2 separate regions of the Macaca mulatta genome follow, and region 1 is linked to region 2. The links are chromatin contacts, called in public Hi-C maps. All regions are on one chromosome and are shown on one strand. Each heading gives the region's core, a stretch centred on a gene start, on an enhancer-like site or on the middle of the called end of the contact. The rest is flanking DNA. Distances are from core to core; before and after follow the strand shown.

Region 1 (2,735 bases), core at 231-2,730, 690 kb after region 2:
AGTTAGTGGAACACTTCTTTATTTCTAAACTGTATTTACCAAATAAATAATCATATAGCACTTGAATTCAAATCTTTGATCTAAATTTCCCAGATTCCCGAGACCAAAATGTTTTCAGAGAAGAGTTTGAAATGGTATAAAATATGAAGCATTTTCTTTACAGTTGTATGGTATAGTAAAAAAAAGTTTAAGAATTAGGATCAAAATACTCGTTTTAAGTGCCAGAAATATCATTAATTGACTATGATTTAGGCAAATTATTAATAATTTCTAAATCTCAGTTCCTCACCTGTAAAAAAATCCAAATGGCAGGTTCATTGTAAGAACCAAATAAGATATTGTGGATGAAAGTGTGTCAGGAACTATAAACCATTTTACCAACAGTAACTGCTATTAATATCATCTTTGTAGTAAAGGAGATGTGTATTATGTTATATAGTGTTTGGGTTATTTTTGTTTTGGTTTGGTTTTGTGTTTTTTTAGATCTCTTTTATTACCCAGCACAGTGCTTGGCACGTAGTAGATAATAAATGTTTGTTAAATGAAAGAATGAATAAAAAGATAATGCTTCTGACCATATTGATAGGATGTGTGCTTTGAATTACTTTTCTTGAAGTGGTGAAGAATATTTGCAGAGCTGGTTAAGTGGATTTTCCGTGTGCGATCTTAGGATTGTTGTTGTTTTCTTCTTTTCTGTAGCATGCCAACTGATCCTGACGAGAGTCAAATCTATGCCCTTAGTGTCTCAGGTAGCAGTTGTTCTAACCAAGAAAGTGAATCAACCAGACTAAAGAAAAAAGACGGTAGTATATACTGATAGTATAGAGCCTATATAGTCCTATAGGCTAGAATGTGTGCAGGTTTCACAGACCCACTTTCTAAATGATGAGTAAGAGAATGAGAAGCCATTATTTGTCACTTTAAGAAAAGCAAAAATAATGAGCTCACACTTTCACCTTCCACCCATCAAAACAGTGAGTTAGAGAATCACAGAATGGTGCTTTCTTCCAACATCCCTTGTATCCAGACTTTCAGACATATCTTACCCCTCACTTCCCTAAATTTTCACCTCTATGGAATGCACACAGACATATGGGTAAACCAACAACAACCCTCAAGGAAGCTATAACCACCCAGCATGTACATTTTGCAACTCTTTCAACTCGCTTCCCATCCTGCCCATCCCCAAACAAATCAGGTTTGAATGCCCAGGCTTGTCACCTGGTATACAAAAATACAATCTAACGCTGTATTTATTAGCAACCCTTTTCCCTTATGTTTAATTTATTGTTACATTTTTTAAATGTACAAACAGTTATACCAGTTTTATACACAAAACCACAGGTACCGTTTTGTATCTGTCAAAATTCCAGCAGCCTGCGGAGAGAAGACAGTTGAATAGATGTCCTATGCTGCCATCTAGTGCTTTTGTCAAGACACGGACTTGTTCATTTTTCTGGAAATGAGGAAACAAAGGCAGCGCAAGGCGCCCAAATTCTGGAAGAGCTACTGATATGCATTATTAAACAGATGCATTTATGACACTTGGACCACATTCCTTGGAACCAAGCAACTTAACTTGTTTTCACACAACGGCAGCTTACACCCCTGCTCTTGACTGGCAAAGCTCTGGCCTACCCTGGAGGCACCTGGTTTAAATCCAAACTGACTGGGCAAGGAAAATGCCCCTCTGAGCCCCTTTCTGCAGCTCCCATCTGGCCAAGGTTCTCTTGGCATGTCTCTTCCTCCAGGAGGGACAGTTTTATCTGAATGCCTTGCCTATTACTTCAATTCTGATAGAAGGCACAAAGGAGTCAGATGGCTTAAAAAAATCATTATCTTTAAAATCGACTAAAACAGCAGCCATTTTCTTTATAGTGGCCAAAAGTGAAGCTTCTGAATTTGTCTTGCTCCTCAGCTCACATGATTTGGATCACTCGTTAGATCCCAGATCTGCTTCTGAATCTCTCCCTTTATCTTTTCTTGGATCTCAAAAGTACCTTTCTTCTCCTCAATTAATCAATCAGCACATCTCTGTGCTGCACACGCACTATGCTAAAAGCACTATATCAGACACCGGTTAGTGGGTGGATAAATCAAATGAAAATAACCTTTCCATCTGTGTCTCTGATCACTTCCTGCTTCTGGCCTGAAAGAAGCTTCACATCCATCTCCTTGCTACTCTTTAACCCTTTCCTCTCTCATGCTTCTTTTTCTTTTCCTTTAACTATACACAAACCTCCCTTCTAGTTAAAATAAATACAAGAACTTTACTTGAACCCTCCATACTTTCCTGCTACCAGCAAATTTCTTTCTTCCGTGGTTGTATCTTTTTGTTTTTTTATCTCAATGAAATGAAGAATTCACCAACCCAATATGCTAATCTCCCAATATGGAATCAACTGCCTGACAGATTAGACGGTGTCCTTCCAACAAGACAGAGCGAGTAACTGTTAGGGCTGCAGCTCCTGAACGTGAGTCCTGAAATGGAGAGTAAGTTATCATAGATGACCTCTAAGTTCCTTCTGATTTCAATTCTGTCCTTTCTAAACTTCATTTTATTACAGTCTCTACTTCTGCAGCCACTCCCTAATTAACCATGCCTGTAAACTCACAACTTTCTCAAAAGGAAGTTAGCCTCTCTAGATGATCAAATTCCATCCCCCTTCTTGAATTCACTGCTTCGTCATGACACCCTGATCACATCCCTTTCTTGAAGCACTCTCTATTCTATT
Region 2 (2,700 bases), core at 196-2,695:
TGGCCAAGCTGGTCTCAAACTCCTGACATAAAGTAATCTACCCGCCTCGGCCTCCCAAAGTGCTGGGATTACAGGCATTAGCCACCGCGCCCTGTCAAATCTGGCTGAATTCTTAAATCAAATGTTGTCATGTGACACCTAACGACAGGGATGTTCTGAGAAGTGCGTCACTGGGTGATTTCATCCTTGTGGGAACATCATAGCGTGTACTCACCCGAATCTAGATGGTGCAGCCTACGACACATCTAGGTTATATGAAATAGCCTATGTTATTGTACCGAATACTGTAGGAAATTGTAATGTAATGGTGTTTTTTTATCTAAACATACCTAAAAATAGAAAAGGTACAGTAAAAACATGATATTATAATCTTATGGAACCATTGTAGTATACGTGGTCAGTAGTTGACCAAGATATCATTAATTAGATGGCACATAACTGTACCAGGAATTAAGCAAGAGGAGACAAAAGGAAGAAGAAAGAAAAAGTGGTAACCCTGACTTTTTCCAGAACCTTGTAGACCCACTTATTCGTGATCTCGACATAATATCCTATATTTGCTTTAAAAATAACAATAGTCGCCCGGCGCGGTGGCTCAAGCCTGTAATCCCAGCACTTTGGGAGGCCGAGACGGGCGGATCATGAGGTCAGGAGATCGAGACCATCCTGGCTAACACGGTGAAACCCTGTCTCTACTAAAAATACGAAAAACTAGCCGGGCGCGGTTGTGGGCGCCTGTAGTCCCAGCTACTCGGGAGGCTGAGGCAGGAGAATGGTGTGAACCCGGGAGGCGGAGCTTGCAGTGAGCCGAGATCGCGCCACTGCACTCCAGGCTGGGCAACAGAGCGAGAGTCCGTCTCAAAAAAAAAAAAAAATACACAAATAAATAAATAAAAATAACAATAACAATAGTCACAAGAATAGTGGGGAGGGGGAGAAGAGACGAGGGTGAAATTCAAACACGCATTATCTATTTTGAACAATTCAAATTGAATAGGCGTGAAATTGAAATGGGTATTGTGGCAGTGGTCTTAATGCAAACTTTATGTTTAAGTTCTTCTCAAACTGTTTTTAAAAAATCTCCAGCATTATGTCATCTCTGACAGTTGAAGCATTCAGAAAGAATATTTGTTCCTCTAACATCCTTTTACTGGGGGGTGGTGCTGGAAAATACATGGATCAGCCCATTTTACTCCTTTTAATGTAGTCATGTTGTTCTTTTATAGTGGGATTTTTATGCAGATTTATAGGGGATTTTCTTACAACAATGATTCAAGCTAACTAGGTATTCACAAAATGAAGACTAATACAGAAAATTCTTTTTCTACTCTTTCTTCCCAAAATAAAAATTATTTGATTTGAAAACAGGAAGTTTTGACTTTGGTTTTCCTCTTTCCTACCCTGTCTGTCTGGACACAGTGAACTTGACTGGTATTTCAGGGTACAGAGGGCTGTAAGAAGTTTACATATGGCACACAAATTATTTTGTTAGGGTGCCATCTGCTGGTATCAAACAACCAGAGCATATTTTTTTTTCCTGAAAAATTAATTATTTTTTCTATTTAAACTAGACTTAGAAATTTGACTTAAATAACTTTTTGTCCTTTCTCATTTAGAATTATAGTATAGACTATTTCCAGATGGTTGTCTGATGCATAATTCTTAAACACTCCAATATGGTAATATAAAATAAGGTATAACTTTATTCTTAATTTAGGAAAATGGAGGCACAAGGCATTGCTTTGACTTACTGGTTCCTGACCTGTTTGGAATCAAGTTTATTTATTTATTTTTTTAGTTTCTATGGCTCTCTTGACTTAAAAAAAAATTTTGTTAAATTTTCCTTACAGAAAAGCAATTTAATTGCTGTGTTTGTGATTACATTGGTTTCAACATGCTTTATTCATCCATTTGCTAAACTTGGTCTCTGTGCCATAGTATAAGGTACATGTACGATTTGTTGATTTTTTTATAAAGCAAGCTTATCAGCATAGCCTTTATCATTTGTGTTTGATATTAATGCTGTTCCCTGGTCTTTTCTCAACCTGCCTCTATAAGAGGTAAGGAAAAGCATAGCTATATGTACTTGAGCAAGTCACTTACTTCCCTGTGGCTCAGTTTTCCTTATCTGTAAGTTGCAGATAATAATAGTAATCACTCCATAGGATTAAGAGTTATTCTGAGTGTTAAAGGAAATCACAGGTATAAAGATTTTAGAATAGAATAGTTCCATAACATAACAAAAACACAGTAATTGTTAACTGTTTTGTCACAGTTGTTATTTAAGCATGTCAAAGAATATAAACGAGAGAATCATAACTTTACAGTAACTCTTGGGATTCTTAGCCTCTTTCAACTGAGAAATACAAAATGAATGTGTGTGTGTGTGTTTGTTTATATTTTGCAGTAGAAGAGCACACTATTATTTTCCTTACCTTCCCTCTGTCCCGTTCTATGAGTGCTTAATTGACATGAAATCTCAACTTCCTAAAATTTTGTATAAACCCTTCCATAATCTGACTGTCTACTTCTCGTTCTTTATTTCTCAATATTCTCTTTTTCAAATACTGTGTTTCAGCCATGATGAACTTTCCAGTTGCCTGAGTGAATCATGCTTTCACTCTTCAGGCCGTTGTGCATGCTTTTATTTCTTCTGCCTGAAACACCTCTCCTCTCTCCCTGGCTGCTGTGTCACCTGTC

What was found. Hi-C and Micro-C count contacts between places; a contact is called where the count stands out from the background.
Region 1: a contact with region 2 is called in a Hi-C map of fetal cortex germinal zone, with 8 times the contacts expected there. The contact joins two enhancer-like sites. A contact is called at or near these places in 4 of 14 Hi-C or Micro-C datasets (blood, fetal cortex germinal zone, fetal cortical plate and 1 more).

The regions. Positions count from the first base shown.
Region 1 is chr7:103,336,346-103,339,080 of T2T-MMU8v2.0, forward strand. No RefSeq gene overlaps it. Among named protein-coding and RNA genes, the nearest start is that of PRKD1, 290 kb to the left of the region's middle. Within about 2 kb of position 1,481, at least 6 of the 40 cell types and tissues checked have an H3K27ac peak or open chromatin away from gene starts, as enhancers often do. A contact at or near this core is called in fetal cortex germinal zone, where this site is marked.
Region 2 is chr7:102,646,251-102,648,950 of T2T-MMU8v2.0, forward strand. No RefSeq gene overlaps it. Among named protein-coding and RNA genes, the nearest start is that of PRKD1, 400 kb to the right of the region's middle. Within about 2 kb of position 1,446, at least 3 of the 40 cell types and tissues checked have an H3K27ac peak or open chromatin away from gene starts, as enhancers often do. A contact at or near this core is called in fetal cortex germinal zone, where this site is marked.